2 separate regions of the Gasterosteus aculeatus genome follow, and region 2 is linked to region 1. Evidence: chromatin contacts called from public Hi-C data. All regions are on one chromosome and are shown on one strand. The core of a region is the stretch at or near the end of the contact, and the rest is flanking DNA. Distances in the headings are between cores, read along the strand shown. Region 1 has its middle 7.0 kb from the start of LOC120829901. Region 2 holds the start of pim1 (Pim-1 proto-oncogene, serine/threonine kinase).

Region 1 (3,331 bases), core at 11-2,510:
ACTACTTCCAAATGTTCACTTTTATTTATTTTAATGTGAATAAATATATATCATACAGACCTTTTAATAGGCAAGCCAATTTTATGTGTATAGCAGATGTCAACATCAAAGAAATTCAGTGCTTCACATAAAGCCATTAAAAAACATCCAAATAAGCAAGGATATTTTAAAAACAGTTAAGAAAATTGATTGAAACATAAAAGAAAAAGCTGTTGGTTAAAGTGCACGTTAAGTACCAAAATTCTAATCTATAAAACCCTATTCTATTTGGTTCACAAGGAGGGCAGTGTAAAAGGGCCAGCGGGATAACGGGCAGAGAGGAAGGTGAAGCTCTGAGTGACAGCTCCACAAGGAGACCCGCGGCAAGCACCGTCACACCACATGTCCGGTCAGCACCGCTGCCACGGCTCAACGTTTGATCGGAGGTCGGAGTGTCAGAATGAGCTATTCTGACACTGGAATGGGGGTGGGGAGGAAGTTTGTGTAAATTTATTAGCAGGACTGTTGAACGGCAAGAAACCCCAGAAAAAAAACAGGAAGCAGACTGTTTTTAAAGTGAAATGCGGCAGCGTTTGACTTCCACAGAAAGAGGAAGTGTGGGTTTACTGGAAAGGGGCCTCCCCTTCCCACAAGTATCTTCCGTTTTTTTCTTTTTTTCAAATGTCAATTTCTATGAAACTTAATAATATTTAAAATGAAGAACAAACACGTCTGCAGTAGACACGTCATGTCTACTGCACATATACGTTTTGTTACTATTACAGCCAGAAATCTTTGTCATCACCTATCAAACTTTCCAGTTACATTCCTCTTTACCTCTAAAGGTTTTCCGTAAAGGTCTGTTAATAAATTATTCAAAGCCTGATTTATACATCATTTTATTCCTAAAAACATGGAGATACTACTACCCCTACTACCCCGTGCTACTGGGAAAATGTCATAGTACTATTGTGTTATATACCCTCTTCACCTGTTGTGTCTCGACACAATCATGTTGAAACCAGCAGAGGGCGCTGTGACTCCAGTGAGAGAACACAAGAAAGTGTACTAATATTATATGAACTCACTGAACCCGACCACGCGCAGCATTCCACGCTGACCTATAATCTAAATAAAAAAATAAGCTTCAAATTGCATAAAATGGAAATGACACGAGAAAAAAAAGCGGAATAGAGAGCAGACTGGCTTTATCTCTCCCATCCAGGAGGCACCGCGCGCGCGGCCGCGTGTCGCCATTGGTCTCGTCACGTGGCTCCTTCCTTCCTCTTTGCTACGACCGCGTTCGGCTTCTAAGAATTCCCTGCGCGGCTTCCTACGCGCATCTCAAGCGAGACGTGAAACGAACCGTCCTCATTGTGTCGGTCACTGCACACGAGCACGCGCGCTCTTCCCGCCACGTGTGTGCCGGGACACGACAGAGCAGAGCCGTTTTATTCTGACATGAAAGGGATTGCGCGCGATTGGAGAGATGTTTGCAATGAAGACAGTGCGAGTCTGTGGAGACCGGTCCCATGTTTAGGCAGTCAGACCCTGCAGTGTGGATTCCCCGCATCGATGGACACACACACACACACACTCAGGCGCGCACCCCCCCCCCAACATGCAATCACGAGGCTAACCTCTTTCCAGGTGCCCTGGTGGATAAGGGCCTGATAGAGTGTCGTGGAGTGTTTATGGCGCTGTGTGTGTGTTAGTTTATGGCCTTGTGCCTGCTGACAAGTGTAAATTCTGATTCCATAATAATGAGCACTTCTGCAGAGCGCTGTAGACCAGTTTGTGGCCGTGTGTGGTGTGTGAATGCCACTGGTTTTGATGTTAATAACGTCGGGATCAGTCTGCAGTGGCTTCTTCCTCAGAGCTTTTATCCCAATAAAGCTGCTCGGGTTGTATTCTGACTTTTCCCAGAATAACGTGTTCCTCCTTTAGCTAAATATTTAATTTCAGAGTTGTTTATCTTCCGCAGGGCGTAAGATCATTGTGTCTTTATTATGACATTAAAAAGGGAAAGCCAATACACTTTGACTGACTTGAATATGTGACATATTGATATAATGACACAAATACTTCATCTTCATCTGAGGCTCTTTTTCCTGTCATTCAAAGAAATAAGAAGTTGTAATTAATGAAAGGGGGCAGTGCCTTGCACCCGGCTTACTTATCTTGAAAATACCCATTTATATATATATATATATATATATCACATGGCATCAGACAGGGATTTAAGCAAGAAGGGCACACCTAGTGGTGGACATTATAATACGTGTAATAATGTTTAGTGTTAGCATTGTAGTTTGTGTGTTATTATTATGTTAGATGAAGTGAATGCAATATGAATCAAACACAAAGTATAGTCATGTAAATCATATAAACACTGTACACATTAACATTCTGTCACAATGTGATGTTAAAACCTACGGACGGAAGCTAATTGCCGTCCTTTATGGATTTCTCCCAATTTTCTCCCCAAAGAGGGTTTTTTGGGAGTTTTTTCTCCTGTCAGGTAGTAGATGAGCAACTGAATATAAGACAGCCGATTCAGGCAAATGTATTGAGTGTTGGACCACATGAACTGTATTAGATCTTATGTGTTGTGATTAAAGTGTACTAGTTATAAGACAAACTGTGCATGCTATTTTATATTCATTGAGGCATAAAGCCATATGTATCTACATTGAATGCATTGGAATGTGAGGGACAGACAGGACAAAGAAGGTCTCAGGTTACAGCAGCAGCTTCACACCTCGATGTGAAGGAGGAGACCCTTTGAAGGAGAAGCCGATGACATTCAAATGCACCCAAGAAGACACACCTCAAGAGATTTCAAATGACCAACGCAGGGAAAGGACTGTTAGAATATTCCTGCAGCCGCTTTGATAAGTCGCTTTAGACTTGCTCAGAGAATTCTCTATTTTGCGAAATATTTCACTGTTCGCTTTGTATTTCACTTTGTAATTGTATTCCTTATCACTTTGTTTAGTTTTTAAATACTTTTAGATTCTTGAATTTGAGCAAGTTGACTCTTTTGATTCATCGATTCCGGCCTGGACGAGAACAAAGGAGTGAGACCTCCATCGAAGGCTTTCCGCACCCTTAACGTAAAACAAAAGTTTGGCTGCTTTGGGACCATAACCTTCTGTTCCCCCATTTCCAGGCTTTGCCTCCAAAAACAAAATCTATGTAATTTCTCTCTAGGATATGAAATTGATGCAATGTGAGAGTATTCAACTACATTATTTCAGCTCTTCGAAAAGCTATCACTGACACATCTGCACTGATTGGTTCACACATATAACTGCCCGGCGATGCCGAAAGCGACATGTGGCTGATTGCT
Region 2 (3,352 bases), core at 649-3,148, 76 kb after region 1:
GGCTTTCTCAAGTTTCAGCGTGCAGTGCCGGACCGACAAGTCAACACAAACGTTGCAAAAACCTAAATGACTGTAAAAGATATGGGGGTTGCAGCGGGGATATTTCTGTTGACCGCTGACATACAAATCTGTGACGTCCTTCTTTACAGTAAGATTTACAGAGATTGGACCGAGCAGGTGCCCCTAAAAGCAAGCGGTGCAACTACTAATCTGTCCTCCTGACAGATGGGGTCAGACGCCCGTCATTTGAGCCCTGCTGATCATGCAGGCAGGGCTATCTGCAGCCGCGCCGAGATGCGCTCACCGGTGGCATTTCATGAGGCGCACTCGTTGCCTTGGGCCCCTCCGTTCTCACAGGCTTCTCCTCCGACCCCCCCCCTGACTGAGCATGAAGCCACTCCTCTCTGCACCTCTTCACACGACACTCTAAAAACACTACTGCTACTACTAAGGTTTTACTGCTGCAAGTTTCACAGTATTAAGCTGTGAATTCAGCAACGTGAAAGTGAAACAAGAGAGCATCAAAAATAGTTGAACTAGCCCACCCAACTTGTGCACGCAAGCACGCACGGAGTACAGAAGATAAGTTGTGTTTGAATTAGCGGTTTTAAACTGTAATTGGTTGACACTGGAGTTACGTGGTTGAGGGTGAATTTGCGTGGTAACTTTTTGATTTGAGGAGACCTTGCAGGAATTTGCCCTGGGGCAAAGTACGAACGCTCCGATGGTATCACTTGCATTCCAGTCTGTGACCTGCAAACAGTTTAGGAAATGGTGCACGCACTTTCGTCTTTAAAGTAGGCCACTTGGCAGCTTATATTATTTATTTGTTTTTGTCTTCAAAATATCTTGGTGCAGGCCCATGCAGCACGGTTGCCGTGCAAAAGGATTTTTTAAAAATGTATTGATGGACAGAATTAATCTTTGCTACTTTAAAAAGTGTTTAAAAGTTCCATCAAAATAATTGAATGATAATTAACAAACATTTGTCTTCCTTAAGAATATCTTTTCCTCCAGTGCCCCATTATGGGACTGGGACTACTGGGACATGCAATATCAGCATTATGATAAGTTTATTATGATTGTGCACGAAATTCTAAGGAAAACTTAACTTGATTGAGGGGGAGGGGGAGGAATTCCATTCAGACAATAACATGCGCGGGAAAAGAAGGGCGGAGGGGGGAGCGGGGAGAGAGAGAGAGAGCAAGAGAGAGAGGGGGAGGGGGGAGTAAATGGAAGTCTTTTTATCTCTGTTTTCCCACATCCTGTGAGCGCCTGCAAACGCGGCCACCCAATTTGAAAGAATGAGAGGAATGCGCCCGTTCCGCCCGGCGCGCTTTGATGCGCAGCCAGTGGAGAAACAACTCAAATAAAGAGTCATCGTGTCAGACTTCACTTCGGCCAGTAAACCTGTGTGTTTAATGTGCAAATAATCAGGTACACGGCAGGGGGGCGGAATAGCGGGGACGCACTTGATGAACTCCACTCTTTGCGCAAAAATGTTTTCACCAAGCCGAATAAACGCTTTAAGTGCAACTAAAAGCACCCGTCTTTTTTGTTGTTGTTGTTTTTGCAGACACAACAAAATACATATGAAATATGGTTACTTTAAAAGGCATTTAACCAGTTTCTACTTTACTTTACATTAACTGCCAGTTTTTCCCGCGGAAAAACGAGACTGGGGGCCACCGGGTTTACATTTGCATTTTCCCTCCAAGTGGAATTCATTATTACTACAGCCCTCTATTTTTCTTTTAGCGCGTTTTTTTTTATTCCCGCCACGTCTGTGTCTGGCCCAGCCCGTCATGCCTCTATTTTCGTTGTGATATTGACGCACCGCGCAGTCCTATTGGCGCAGGGGAGCGGAAAGAGCCGGTGACGCATGTGGTGGGGGGGTTGGGTGGGAGGAGGGTGGTGACGCCCTCTTACTACTGCGATATAATCGTCCTCCCCCATTCTCCCTCTTCCAAGAGCCGGTTTTACTGACGGAGGCATTAGCTCGACGCGCCGTCTTCTCCGCGTTACTGTTTACAAAACATTACGGACACCAGCTGTGCTTTGCGTTGTTTTTGTTTTCCCTCCCACGAGAACTCCGTTATCCACACGGCGGGACGAGCTTTTTCGGTGGGGCTACATTCCCCGGAGTGTCTTTTGCTTTTATCCGGATGAAAGGATCCTCGCCGCGGTACTGATCCGTGCAACGTGGAGCTTAAGCTGAAGGCGGGAGACGGGAGCGTCCTACAACCGGAATAACGCACGAGGCGAAGAAGAAGAAGAGCGCGCGCGTGTGCTGGATCTCCTGTGAGAAATGCTGCTGTCCAAACTCAATTCTCTGGCCCACATCTCTGCCGTAGACATGCCGGCGAAAATCCAGCACCAAGTCCACCAAGGTTAGACGCCCTTCTTGTCTCCTGTCCGCCGCTCCTTCTCAAGGACGGCGCCTCGTTTGGCGCTGCAGTTGTCCCGGCACGTCTCGGGTTTAGCTCGGTGTTGACCGGCCGTGTCTGCGCGTGTTTCCTAACAGGGAAGGAGAGGGAGCCGTTCGAGAAGAGCTACCAGGTCGGCGCGGTGCTGGGAAGCGGCGGCTTCGGCACCGTGTACTCCGGCACGCGGACCGCGGACGGAGCTCCGGTCAGTACGCATTCGTGTGTTTTCCCTTTTTTTAATGTGCGATATGTTTGGTATTTGTGAAACGTGCCGCCTGACGCCGCGTCTTCTCCGCCCCGCTAGGTTGCTGTCAAACACGTCGCCAAGGACAGAGTCTCCGACTGGGGAGAGCTGGTAAGAAAACCCATTTACGACCGCGTTCGCATCGACCGGCACACTGCGCAGCGGGCGGGTTTTGCGCGCACGTAGTAAACGCTAACAGCGCGTCGCTCCTCTCTGCAGCCTAACGGATACCGGGTCCCGATGGAGATCGTGCTGCTGAAGAAGGTCTGCACGGGCTTCCGCGGCGTCATCAAGATGCTGGACTGGTACGAGCGGCCGGACAGCTTCATCATCGTCATGGAGCGGCCCGAGAACGTCAAGGACCTGTTCGACTTCATCACGGAGAAGGGCGCGCTGCCGGAGGAGCTGGCGCACAGCTTCTTCCGCCAGGTGCTGGAGGCCGTGCGCCACTGCCACGGCTGCGGGGTGGTGCACCGCGACATCAAGGACGAGAACATCCTGATCGACCTGCGCAGCGGCGAGGTGAAGCTCATCGACTTCGGCTCCGGGGCCCTGCTGAAGGACACCATCTACACGGACTTCGACGGTGAGTCACCGCGCGGAAAGAAGAAGAGTGCTGATGGGGATTTTTTTTTTCTTTTAGTAACGTCGGTGCTTCATTTTCTTTGCCGTGGTTTAGTCA

What was found. Hi-C and Micro-C count contacts between places; a contact is called where the count stands out from the background.
Region 2: a Hi-C map of skeletal muscle shows a contact between it and region 1, with 11 times the contacts expected there. The contact joins the promoter of pim1 here to the enhancer-like site in region 1. A contact is called at or near these places in 3 of 6 Hi-C or Micro-C datasets (blood and trunk muscle and skeletal muscle).

The regions. Positions count from the first base shown.
Region 1 is chr2:18,889,166-18,892,496 of fGasAcu3.hap1.1, forward strand. No RefSeq gene overlaps it. Among protein-coding and RNA genes, the nearest start is that of LOC120829901, 7.0 kb to the left of the region's middle. Within about 2 kb of position 1,261, at least 7 of the 9 cell types and tissues checked have open chromatin away from gene starts, as enhancers often do.
Region 2 is chr2:18,964,589-18,967,940 of fGasAcu3.hap1.1, forward strand. It overlaps pim1 (Pim-1 proto-oncogene, serine/threonine kinase), which reads left to right and starts at 1,899. Exons shown (of 6, transcript XM_040193826.2): 1 at 1,899-2,390; 2 at 2,525-2,631; 3 at 2,731-2,781; 4 at 2,890-3,256. The coding sequence starts at 2,309.